Regions from separate parts of the Mus musculus genome. Here all the other regions are linked to region 1. A link is a contact called in public promoter capture Hi-C data. All regions are on one chromosome and are shown on one strand. The core of a region is the stretch at or near the end of the contact, and the rest is flanking DNA. Distances in the headings are between cores, read along the strand shown. Region 1 holds the start of Slc26a7 (solute carrier family 26, member 7). Region 2 has its middle 140 kb from the start of Triqk. Region 3 holds the start of Calb1 (calbindin 1).

Region 1 (4,460 bases), core at 743-3,242:
CTGAAGGAGAAGACATTCAGAAAATCTTGTGATGTCTGTAGGTGCTCGCTGGACATTCAGGGAAGAGATGGCCCATATGGGTGGTATATAGTATTGAACATCAAAGTACCTTCAGTCACTGAAACTTTCAAATAAATGTTATTACTCCTGAATTTTATGCACTGGCCTAGTCATTTTGAGAATTTCATGTGTGTGAAGAAATTCCTCATAAAGCTCTCTTTGTTTGGCATTACTGATTACAAATAAGACTGATACTGTGCTGTGGAGCGAGGTTTAGACAGGCTTTAAATAGTGTTGGCTTGGAAAGATATGGAAGTTGAGCTCCAGATTTAAACGTTAGGATTTTTAGGAAACATTTATTCTCTTAGGAACTGTCTGGTGAGCCATTCAGTTTCTCTCTCTCTCTCTCTTCAGCCTAGGTTTGAATTCTTTTAAATTTCATGTTTATCTTAGGAAACTAACACACAATGAGTATGTACATAATTTTTGACTTTTGTGCACACATGCACTAAAGGGAGAGACTGCCACACAGGAAGGAAAGCCAGCCTACAGTTTCTTACTGTGTGCATTTGCAATTATCTCCTCAGGCTATTTTTAGATCACACAATAAGTTTAAAATGCTACCATTTGCAGCTTCCTCTCTGAAATAGATTCTTCCCCTCTCCTTCTCCCTCTTTGTTTGCTAGGGAGTGAACCAAGGGCTTCATGCATGGTAGGCAGTAGCTATTCCACTGAATTTCATCTCAGCCATAAGACTCCTCTACTAACCTTTAGCTTGACCCTGAGTTAGAAATATATTGAAGTGTTAGAAATGTCATGTCATGAAAATAACAGAGAAATACAGAAAAAAAATCTCACACATTCATATAAATGTATATCTCTAGATCTATTTAGGATTCATGGAGTTTGAAAAAAAAGTATTGCCAAGTATTACATATGTTACAAGCAAGGGACATATTTTTGAAGTTGAGAAAGTAGCTCTTTCTCTTAATGTAATTAATGGGAAAAACACAGCAGGAATCCTGTGGAGAATAAAGGGTCTAAGTTCTTACTGTTGTAATAGCTTCCAGCATCTGATGTCTAGTCTCTGGACAAACGGACATTAGAAAGCACTGTAAATAACTACATGCTTGCTTTTCTTTCTTCTGGCTTCACGGTTTTAGTTAGAATATTGGTTTTTGGGGTTAATTCCAATGGTTCAGACCATAATACAGACTTATTCTTCTGGAGGCTGTGGGAAATAATACTATAATAAAATCTTTGACAGTCTATTCTGTTATAAATGTAACACTAGCTTTTAAAAGAATGCTCTACTAAAAGTTATATCAACAAAAATACTATTACACACATACACACACATGTGCACGCACGTGCACACACCCGTGCCGCTTCAAACAATAGTTTTAATGATACTGAATTTCTCAATAAATTTTATTTACAATGACATAAGTGTGTTAATTAAAAACATAGAGAAACAATCAGTAAAAAGTGAATGAGCAGAGACAGGAAGAAAAATAAACTCTAGCCACAAATATTTGCTCATTGTGATACTTAAATCCTTAGCCCAGGAGATGAAATTTCAGTTTGTTTATAAGAACTAGCTAGTCCTTTCTCAGATGGCACAGTGGTTATCTGAATGTTTTTTCTATGAATGAAAACTTCATATTCCAGAGAATAGAATGACAAGGACTCATGTAGTCCCCTATCATGTTTCCGACTTTTATGGAATTGGCAATTTTTAGTGATGTTGGAAATATATACCTCACAAAGAAGTGTGGCTGTAGCATATTCTTTACAGAAAATCCTCTGGCAGTCGGGACTTCGCTTCTGCTTGTAGGAGACGCTGGGCTGGCTGGATCCTTCCTGGTTTCATTAGCATAGCCCAGCCCACTTCCACCACACGCCCAGAACTACCTCATTAACCATTGGGAATGCAGCCAAAAACATAAGACGACAGTGAATATAAAGGGAATTACTGGCAAGGGAGCTGTAACTATCTCACCACCGAACCTATTACTTTTCCAAGTTCAGAAAAGTATTACATGAACAGAAACCATTCCTTATTCAGATAAGAATTTAAGGTTTGAGTCTATAATTTTTATCTAGAATAATTAGCTGAACCACAGTAAGGCATACAGCTCAGTTGCATCCATTCGTGTTTCTGTTTCTCTCTCTCTCTCTCTCTCTCTCTCTCTCTCTCTCTCTCTCTCTCTCTCTCTCTCTCTCTCTCTCACATTTATTTTCTGGATAGCTTTGACATTGTAAACCACAGACGATTTGGAGCCTGGCATCGAAAGGAGGTGTTCTCCAACGATTTTTTTTTTTTCTCTCTCCCTTGCTTGAAGAAGTTGACTACTACAGGAGGGAATCTGAAAATCTGAAAAAATGACGGGAGCAAAGAGGAAAAAGAGAAGCGTGCTGTGGGGCAAGATGCACACCCCCCACCGAGAAGACATTAAGCAGTGGTGTAAGAGGCGCCTACCTATCTTGGAATGGGCACCGCAGTACAATCTGAAGGAAAACCTGCTTCCAGACACTGTGTCTGGGATAATGTTGGCAGTTCAACAGGTGGCACAAGGTAAGTGTGCATTTGGGTTTACAGTCTTCTGCAGAGTGGATGTCACTTTGCTTCTTGGATGGGGATTATGTTTGAGGGGTGACAGTGTAGCTAGTGAAGCAGACTTAATAAAATGGTTACTAATTTTAGGAAAATAAGCAGAGTAGATGTTTCTGTGTGTGATTTTCCTAATTGCTTTTAAAATTACTTGGCTTTTTTCTACCCCTGGCTAGGAGTTAAGCAATTAAGCAGTAACCCTTGAATGGAATTACATATTTTGCAATGTTAAATTTCATATTGGTTCAGAGTAATGGATCAGTGATTGTGAGAAATGAGCTTTTATGATTTCACTGTGCTGACATAATTTCCCACCTTCATCAAATCAAGCTATAAAACATTTCCTGTCCTGAATACAATTGCTCATGAGCCCAGTTAGCAGCACACAGTTACAGTTACCTGCTGTAGCCATGGGACTTGCTATAGCAGAGAACAAAGCTTTTTGTGCATGAAGGAGGCTTATTGCCAAGATCACTACTTGCAAAGCGAAGAATCCTGCATCCTCAGAGCTTGTGTGGACTGCACTGTGCGTGTTTAATTCTGAGGTGCAGTCCCCACAGAACTCGTGTCTCAGTGAGAAATATAACATGGTAAAACATCCCCAGAACAGATTTTTAAAAATGACACTCGTGTGTGTGTGTGTGTGTGTGTGTGTGTGTGTGTGTGTGTGTGTGTATGTGTACCTCCTTTCCTTAAAGGTATGTCCACACGAGTTTTGGCTGATTCAGGTAGTAATGTTCTACCTGTAGCCAGAAAAGGAACTGATTTCTCAACTTCCCAGCTTTAAAGGTTTGGAACAGCTTTCTTGGCAAAGACTCCTAGTGATTATATTTCCATGCAGTCTCACTACCTCCCTGGCTTTAACTATTATTTCTTCTGTTCAATTATAAGTATGCTTTTAATGAAATTATTCTGTAGCTGGAACAAACTGGTTTGTGAATTTGTGTTTTCAGTCTGATTAGGAACATCTGCATGGGTGGGGGGTTTAAGATCCACAGTGCTATCTTTATGGAATACAATTTTACTGCTTAACTCTGTGTTGTATTTTTAATGACCATTTTGCCAATAGCAAAAGTATAGTAATCTTTAAAAAATAAAAAAGTAATAACAGACCTGGGGCATCCCCAGCCTTTCTTTTATTTGACTTTAAATTCCAGATGAAACATCCTATGTCATTTGAAAATTTAGCTGATGGACTTAAGCAAGTTTTCTGTCCCCAGATGTTTAGTTTCACCATATCCCATAAATTTATTTTGCTGTTATTTAATATAAAATAAAAGTGGAATAATTACGATTTTAGCAGTAGTTGTCTTTTTATGTTTGAAAAGCACCCAGTAGCCAAGAGCATCCGGGAATGCGATACAGCTCCCTTAGGCTCGTCACTAGGATATGGCTTATGTGCAAGCCTTTGGTAGTTAGTTTGGTTTAGCTTTTGGGAGACTTTAATGATCATGCATTACATTGATTAGGAAGAAGTACATTGATAAGCTGATGAGAAGCAAGACACTTACTTAGCCTGGTTCCATGAGAAGTTTGGATCAGGTCACATGTTCTGTATGCTGACAATTACACTGCTAGGAAGACTCTTGGTGGTTTTTTTTTTTTTTTTTTTCTGTTGTCAGAAAAGATGAATTCTTGCAAAGAGCTTTTTCAAATATGCATTTCTAATTCTTTTTCAACCTCTTCTATTAAGAGAATCCAGAGTTAACATTGCCTTTCCATTGGAGGCTTAAAGCAGTCAGTTTCTCAGGCCCTCATACCTGAGAAGCGGAGGAGTCAGGACTCCTCCACTTCCAAAGCCAACATGCTCAACGTTTTCATTTTATTCTCCATACAGCCAAAATCA
Region 2 (4,460 bases), core at 837-3,336, 1.9 Mb after region 1:
TTGCCTGACACAAGCCCCATCTCCAGACCCCTGATTTCCAAAAGTTCTAGGATGTCATGCTTTCTGATGAAATTCTCTAACATCCTTCATGGCCATGGGGGGGGGGGGGAGCAAAACCAACAAAAATGAATTGAAAGCCAATTACTTGAAGAGAAATATATAGAAATCTTTATTGATTGTCAGTGCAGATGACTCAATCCCAGGCTTATTAATCTCATTATTCCTATGAGACCCAACGTTCGCATAAACAGCTCTTTACCCTGTTTACATGCAAATGCTTAGTAAAATGTAAATATATTTGTTCATTTCTTCATTTTGTCTAGTTTCTAAGAAGTGGCTTTCAAAACAGTTATTACATACAGAGTGTTATAGATAGATCCAAACTACTATTGAAAATAACTGACTAAATGCATTATATGGGTTTAGTTTTGATGTTGTTTTGTTTTTTTCTTAGCAAGAGCTGGGCTACTTACCTGTGAACCATGTAATGAAGGGTATCATTTTTCAAAAAGAAATATAACTCTGACTATAGCTATATCTACTTTAAGAGAAATTTTAAGTAGCTTAGCATTTTCATATAGTAATTAATGTGGCTTGTTAAGCCTTAAATGTATTATTCATGGGAGCAAAGAAAAGAATGCAAATTTAACAGCATACCATTACTCATTATATGGAATCATATAATTCATACTTTATATGAACTCACATAAACTCATGATGTAATACATATTTAATTTCTTTATTCAGGTAAGAGTGAGGCTAAACTTACTCAGTTATACAACCATTTTTGATCAAAAAAGAACTTCATGAAAATGATTCCTACTCCTACAAGTAATAGAAATGATCACTATAATATAATTTCTAAATAATGGAATTCCAGACTTAGCAGAACACTTGCTTATAAAATGGTCTGTTCTATGGTATCAATGTTTCTGTCATCTTCAAATTCATAGTTTGGAACTTAGGGACTTCTGCAATGATGTTAGAGGAGTTCTTTCAGTATGACAAGGTCATTGGGATGGAGTTCTTGTGAAGGATATCACACCCTTGTAAAAGAAGGCTGGGGGAGCTTGTCAGCCCTTCTAAGCTTCCTGTATGTGTGGTTGCAACAAGAGGCATCATTGAGGAAACAATGTAAAAGTTCTTCCTAGACTTTCAGTCTACTGCTATTCTCATCTTAGACTCATTTCCTACTCTCAAGAATGCTCACATGTTTTTCTAGTACCTTAAGATACCGAAAACGGACTCATACACACAAGCTTCTAAAACACATGATCCACACATTGATCCACAAATTATAAACATCAATTTTCTACTTTGTTCTTAGTGTAACCCACAAATCCTTTAACCACAAGTTGATTCCAAGTACTATTGTTCTGTTGCTACATGTGTATGGTTATCTATATTTAAAGATATAATTATGTGTCAGTAGCAACTATAGTCTCTTTGGTTCTGATTCTAAAATCACTGACAAGAATTTTATTAGCTGTACAGCACAGAAGTACAAATATGACTCCTGAAGTTATCAGATGTGTAAATAATATACACATTTAAGGACTGAAGAGTATCATTACCAGCTAGAGAGACCACGGCACTTGCACAAAAGCAAACACGTTGATCAATAGGATAGTGGACTCAGATATAAGTCCACAGAACTACAGCCTTCATATTTTTGACAACAATGCCCAAAAAACAAATATTTATAGTTAAAGAAAGGTATGCTATTTTTTTTAAAACAAGACTGATGGCTTTCAATTACTGTCACACTAGAACATGGGTGGTAGTTATGCAGGTGGAAAGAAATTATATACTTTTGGTAACATAGAAATTAAATGACATACTGATTATTTAAATGCTGTTTTGTTTTGTTTGTTTTGTTTTTTTAAACTGCTTAAAAGTTATTACAGTAGTCACAAGTCAGCACAGACCTTTGCAAGCCTTGCCAGTGATGACTGGATGAATTAGTGTGAGAGAACACTTTATTGTAATGAAGAATTTCTTTTGTCTGATTAGGAAAGCAGATACTGTGAGCTTCTGAAAGAAGAATTCTTTCTAAACAGATGGAATTCATTTAAATAAGAACGGCAAGCACTGCGCAGACAGAAGAGCAATGGCTCCTGATATTATCATATGAAAGTACTGTCTAGGTCATGTGACTAACAGTCCGGCATGTTAGAGCCAAGCAAACCAGCTCTGGTGGCCCACATTTTAAAGAGCCATTGCTGATCATTTCACACTGGCCAGGTGTGGAATTCTGAAACCTTCCTAATTTTATGCATGTATTATTAGACCATTGCCAGGATTGTAGTTATCGCCTTACTTCATATAGTGCCTCTTTTGGCAAACTTTAAGTAACCACATTGATGTTAATCTCCACAGTTTGAGAAAGCAGATGCAGCACATGTGTGTGAAATGAGCTCCATGTGTTCAACTTTTCAACGCAACCTCTTTTCTTTAACCAGAATTATCATTAATAGTATAAGTAGCCCCACATCCTGTGTGTGTGTGTGTGTGTGTGTGTGTGTGTAATAGGAATGATTTAAGATAGCTGAAAAGAAGTTCATTTTAGCTTTTTTTTGGGGGGGGGGACAGTTATAATTAATGCATAATAAGACTAGACTGGGAAACTGAAAATTCCATTCTGAATTGAGGCAGATTTTCTCTGCAACTCTGCTGCCTCTCCATTGCCTGTCCTTCCTTCCTTTCTCTTTCTTTCTTTCTTTCTTCCTTCCTTCCTTCCTTCCTTCCTTCCTTCCTTCCTTCCTTTCTTTCTTTCTTTCTTTCTTTCTTTCTTTCTTTCTCTCTCTCTCTCTCTCTCTCTCTCTCTCTCTTTCCTTTATAGTAACATTTAGAGTTATGACGATATCCCATAATCTCCAAGTAAATACATCTGTTATCCAAAAGTCCAAATGGTCTGAAGTACATTTTTTTGGTTCCAATTTGAAAATCTGTGCCAGGAGACACTGATTAGCTGAGCTTAGATCAGGTGCCCATTCTTGGTACAAGATTATCACAGGCATGACTTCTGAGGCTTCAGGTATATAAATAAGAGACATATTTATGGGTTGAAGAGGGTCGTTACCAGCTGGACCGTTGAGATCATTGAAATAAAACAGAAGACCAAGTAAAATATATGTATTATAGCCACCTAATTTTTGACAACAATGCCACAATATATTTTGGGAAAAGCCCCTTCAAGAACTGGTGATGGGAAAATTGAGAATCTACATGATGCATAATAAAACTAGATCCTTCCCATTTAGCCTACACAAAAATAAACACCAAATGGGTTGATATGAAGCCTGGAACTATGAAAATGCTTGAGGACATTTTGAAGAAGTGCCTCTTGAGACACATGCATCTTCAAAGCCTTCTTGACTGAAACCTAGCTGTTCAGGAAATAAGGTCAACAGCTGACAGATATGACATTGTGAAATAAAACACTGATTACAGCACAGGAAACTTCATGCAGTGAAGGGGAAGTCAACACAGTGGGTGAAAGATCTTGACCAACTGTATCTTAGAGTTTTACTCCTGTGAACAGACACCAAGACCAAGGCAACTCTTTCAAGGACAGCATTTAATTGGGGCTGGCTTACAGGATCAGAGATTCAGTCCATTATCATCAAGGTGGGAGCATGGCAGCATCTACACAGGCATGGCATAGGAGGAGATGAGAGTTCTACATCTTCATCTGAAGGCTGCTAGCAAAACACTGGTTTCAAGACAGCTAGGATGAGGGTCTTAAACCCCACACCCACAGTGACACATCTACTCCAACAGGGCCACACATTCTAATAGTGCCACTCCTTGAGCCAAGCATATATAAATAATCACAGTGTGCATCTAACAGAGGATTAGTATCTAGAATATACAAAGAAAACCTCATTAAATGAAATACTTCTGCACAAATTTGGAATTGTGCATCATGAATTGCAATTTTTATGATACATACAAAGATTTTTGTTCTTATGATAACATGATGTGCAATTATGGAAAACAAAGGCTTTTAGTACTTTCCTGACAGTCCCCAGTATCAAGCTATCAAATAACTACCCAATTAGATTTTCCTGTGTTAGAATATTTGGTTTTAAAAATTGCTATTTTACTTGTTTACTAGAGTTTTGTTTGATAAAAAAATTAAATAAATTTTTGCCTGTGAGCAAGACAGAATTTCTAACAATTTTGATAATAAGCCTAAACCTGTTACATATTTTACTATGTATTCATTTGAAGTGGTGATGAGCATTAACAATTATAAAGTCAAACTAATTGTCAAAAATCTGGAAGATACTGAAAATGCCCTGTATCCTGAACTATTTAGACAAGATTTAATTCTGTACGTAAAAGTAAACAATTACAGATATATCATTTGCATGCAACTTTGCTTTAGTCTTAGGAACTGGAAAAATGACATGTAAACCAAAGAAGTTTTAAAAGTAAATTTCTTGATGATTTAT
Region 3 (4,460 bases), core at 708-3,207, 1.3 Mb before region 1:
ATTAATACTGTTTCTCTCTCTCTCTCTCTCTCTCTCTCTCTCTCTCTCTCTCTCTCCCCCCTCTCTCTCTCTTTCTCACACACACACACACACACACACACACACACACACACACACACACACGAGCACTAGAAATGGTGGCATGCTGTATAATATCTAGGGATGATATGTATATTATCTTTATGTAAAAATTTCTTTGTAATTATAATCCAAAAGACCAAAGGCTATTAACATTTAACTACTGCGTATCCAACCTTGCTTTCTTTTGAAAAGCAGTCTTACATAAATGCTATCAGACCTGTAAAATTCTCAATTTACTCTTTATATAAACATCTCATATGTTTAAAAGTTAGTTGGGTATCTTTTATTTTTCCATTGACATCATCCTTTCCCAACAAATAGATTTGGCCCAAAGGAATTAATTCTTAAACAATAATTATAATTTATTTAACCAATGCTTATGTCAAAACCATAGCTTATTTAAAAACCACCACTCGTACTTTCTCTTCAGAATCTTCTCCTTTCCACAATACATGAAATTCTTACAGTGCTTTGTTTTATTGCTTTATTAATTTGGGGATTCTCTCCAACAAAAATGAAAAAAAAACCATTTCTTGCTAAATTCTCACACTTATTATGAATTGGTTATCTTTGCTCAAGATTAAGGGTCAAGGCAAGCTGTAGTTTCACCCCTCCCCCACCCCGTTCCCAGCTACTCTGACTTCGCAGCAGAAATTGGCACTAGAATCTGCAGATCTGTTCCTGACCACCAAGGGGCAGGAATGTATTTCTACCCCTTCCTTATCGTCTAGAAAAGAGAAGTTAGAAATCACACAACCAACTCAGTGGTGGAGGTGGGGAATCTGACGAAGGGTCTTGCACATCGACATTTCCTTTTAAGACCTATTAAGGAAAGGAGGATTATAGAAATATATGACTGATTTAAGATGATAGGGATTTTCTCTTTAGACACCCTACCACCACCACCAAACACACACACACACACACACACACACACACACACACACACACACACACACTTTTTCTCTTGACGCAATTTGGAAATATGTTCTCTCTCGCCTTTCTTAGTAGGTAAGCCTTTACTTTCTCCCACAAAACCTCTTTTATGAAACACAAGAATAGGTATGTCTTAGGCTTGAAGGGTCCTGCTCAAACTCAAGCCTACCAATCCAGCCTTCTTTCGCGCCTGCAGAAGCTCCTGGATCAAGTTCTGCAGCTCCTTTCCTTCCAGGTAACCACTTCCTGAAAAGACAAAGAGACACCCAGGTGTCAGATGTCTCTTTCTAAGTTTCTTCTCGGTTCTTTCCAGGACAACCGTCCTGGGAGGCTATGTACAGCCTGAGCACCGATTAATCAGCAATGAGCCGCCGCAGCGCTTAGCTTCCTAGGTGTAAAACTTCAACCGCATAAAGGGCATAGGAGGGTAGCAGGGGTGCTGGGGATGGTGTTTGAAACTTTTGGGGACAGGGTTTCCCAATCTTTGCTTCTGTCCTACCGTTACCGTTCCTAGAAAGGTGAACGCTTACAGCACGGGGATGGCGTACACTCAGTGTAAACTTCCAGGATGATGGGTAGGCAGTCAGGGGGAGACGAGATTAGACAGGGTGAAGGAAGACGGAAAAGAACAGAAAAGGATGGTTGGGATGAACAAGCACAGTCGAAGGGAAGAGCAGGGAAGGAATGGGGACGGGTCTTGCAAGGGTTAAAAAAGAAAATAATCACCGTCAGCGTCGAAATGAAGCCAGATCTCAAAAAACTGTGAGGCTGTGATCAGAGATGACTGCAGGTGGGATTCTGCCATCGTGGTGCAGCGGCTAGTTTGAGAGTGCGCGGAGCGCGAACCTCGGGCGAGAGGGCTGCGCAGGCTGAGCTGGGCGCGGCGCGGCGGGGCGCTGTCCGCGGTGCTGCTCCGTTCGGGCGTCCTCCGGAGTTCTCCGCACCCCGCACCCAGTTCTCTGTATTTATCCCGCCGGCCCCAGGCCGGGCCACGCCTCCTCCTGCCTCCTTTTCCTAGCTCCCGCCTCTTGCTCTCACCAACCTTCTTCCCCTCCCCTCCGATTTCTCTCTTCCCAGGAAATAGCTGGAGCTGGAGTTTTGGAGTCTAGGAAGCAGCAGGTGGTGGGGATCCCTTGCTCAGACTCATTTCTCCTCACATCCCCCAGGTTCAGGGAGGCTTTCACTCCTGAATGTTAGAGTAAAGCAACATACCTAGAATTGTTTGATTTTTTTTCAGATGGAAGGGAAAGCTGACTGATAAACCACGTCAGTGGAGATTTTGTCTACTTAGTATTTATCGAGGCAGTTGAGTATTTGAACAAAATCAGATGTCAAGTGTTAGTTTAATTTGATTAATGCATACGTTGCTGTGGTTAATTGTAACAATGCTTCATATTGCGCTAATGGAGACCATCACGTGGCTGTTTAAGATGTGAGCTATGCTTAGAGACAGCAGAATGCAGGAGTCTGCTGCTCTTGCTGTTGTTACTTTTTGAGCTTGAAGCAGAATTATTGGAATGTAGTAGAATTAACTTATAAGAATTTAAGATGTTAGGAAGGAAGTGATTTTATCGATGCCATTAGTTACTTGCATCTTACAAAGTAGAAACTGAAAGAAATGTCACCAGGCTAACCAGTGACTCCGTAGCAGCCCCACTCACTGATTTTACAGCTGCGCTGCTTCTATCTCTAGGTGAGGGATTTTTTTCCAGAAACTGGAAATCATTAGAGGTGGGAAAAATATCCGGCTACATGTTACAATTGGTATTTTAATATGACAAATACTGTATTTAGGTTTTCTTTTACGTAAGTATTTCTAAGTTATCTAATTGTCCATCTTTTGAGACCTTATGGTCTGCTGAAAATGAACCCTATGTGTCTGGTTACAGTAACACAAAAGCAAACCAGTGTGGTATAAACTTTCAAAACGAGCTCATGAAGCGCCACAGGTTTCACGTGTGTCATAGAATATGGAATTCACCACATTTGTGTTTCCTCCAATAGTGGGATTGTGAGGCAACCAATTGTCTTCTCCAGACAAGTCCTGCAGCCATGATACTCTAAAGTTTTCATGGATGTAAGTTTTGACTTTCATCACCTTATCTGATTCTCACACAAATCTCAGACTGATATTATACACAAAGCAAGCCAAACTCTGAGAGGATAACAAGGATATTGTTTTTACTTAAAAAGATTATGTGCATGCCCAGTTGTTTATATTTTCATCCATTCAGTGAACACTTATCAACAGCTTTTGGGTCAGGTACTTTGCTAGGTCCTGCAAGTAGTGCAATAAAACGTATTAACCTTACCTTCTGTGGCTTACAAAGGTAAAGGGGCATTTGACCCAATACACGTCAGTTACTTTTGTTCATATACCTCTTAATTTCCAGGGAAAACTGAATCTCAGCCTACCCAAGTCACATCCTCATACAAAAGTTTGTTCCTCGGTAGACACTTCCTCCATTAGCCCATGTTTACATAACATAGTTTTCCATCCTAATTGTAGACATTCCATCTTTTTTAGTGTTCTACTGTGACAAACAGCTGCAACAAATATCTTCAGATATTTATTTTAGATATACATTTTTTCCTGGTCATAGGGGTACTATTGTTAGTACAAAAGCATATATAATTTAAAATTTAAAGAACATTTCTAGATTAGTTCTTTTAGTTTGTATCAACTCAGATTAACAAGCTGTAAACATGGCATCCTCAACATCTTTGAATGTTATAGTCTTCAATTTCTTCAATTTACATTTTGATTTTCTTTTTTTTTTCATTTTGATTTTCTAAGGTAATATTTTTTCCTGGATAATTTTTTTTAGCAGAAGAAATGTAACTTCATAAAATACATTTTTCTCTTAAATAACTATTAGTCTTAGACTCTCATTTAAAATCAACATCTCTTTTTAGACATTTTTGGTGTCACTTCAAAATTAAATTGAGTTTAAGGACACTAAACAAGTGTGTGTTTCAGTTCTACAGCTCTGAAGTAACTTAAGAACTATTTCTGCCTTTTGCCTGCCGAATTTTTCAGTTCATTAACCAAGATTGGGAGGGTGTTATTTTTCAAATATTCAGGAACCTCTCTCACCTTCTAGGATTCTGGAAGAAGTACACACCCTTTGAATACTGTGATTGTTCCATAAGATTAAACTTTCCAAAAGCATTGCAAAGCACTCTTATGACTTGCCTCTTAGGCCTCATTACACAGCATTCAGGTGAACAGGTTCACGATCCCACGTGTCATAAGAGGAGAAAAAAAATCTCCAGCACAATTAAACTCTTTCCCATTTCATGTTACTGAATTATTGCATCTGTATTTAGACTTAGGCCCTACTGGCATGTACTGGCTAGTTTTGTGTCAACTTGACACAGCTGGAGTTATCACAGAGAAAGGAGCTTCAGTTGGGGAAATGCCTCCATGAGATCCAGCTGTA

The links. Promoter capture Hi-C pulls out the DNA fragments that hold promoters and counts their contacts.
Region 2: a promoter capture Hi-C map of second pharyngeal arch cranial neural crest shows a contact between it and region 1, with 5 times the contacts expected there. The contact joins the enhancer-like site here to the promoter of Slc26a7 in region 1. A contact is called at or near these places in 6 of 39 promoter capture datasets (the 3T3-L1 cell line, the C10 cell line, hippocampal neurons and 3 more).
Region 3: a promoter capture Hi-C map of stem cell-derived epiblast-like cells shows a contact between it and region 1, with 4 times the contacts expected there. The contact joins the promoter of Calb1 here to the promoter of Slc26a7 in region 1. A contact is called at or near these places in 4 of 39 promoter capture datasets (hippocampal neurons, liver, pre-B cells and 1 more).

The regions. Positions count from the first base shown.
Region 1 is chr4:14,619,310-14,623,769 of GRCm38.p6, reverse strand. Slc26a7 (solute carrier family 26, member 7) reads left to right here and starts at 1,992. Exons shown (of 19, transcript NM_145947.2): 1 at 1,992-2,081; 2 at 2,346-2,578. The coding sequence starts at 2,386. It also overlaps a transcript of Lrrc69 not described here.
Region 2 is chr4:12,768,272-12,772,731 of GRCm38.p6, reverse strand. No RefSeq gene overlaps it. Among named protein-coding and RNA genes, the nearest start is that of Triqk, 140 kb to the left of the region's middle. Within about 2 kb of position 2,086, at least 13 of the 459 cell types and tissues checked have an H3K27ac peak or open chromatin away from gene starts, as enhancers often do. A contact at or near this core is called in second pharyngeal arch cranial neural crest, where this site is marked.
Region 3 is chr4:15,878,761-15,883,220 of GRCm38.p6, reverse strand. It overlaps Calb1 (calbindin 1), which reads right to left and starts at 1,957. Exons shown (of 11, transcript NM_009788.4): 1 at 1,744-1,957; 2 at 1,187-1,263. The coding sequence starts at 1,822.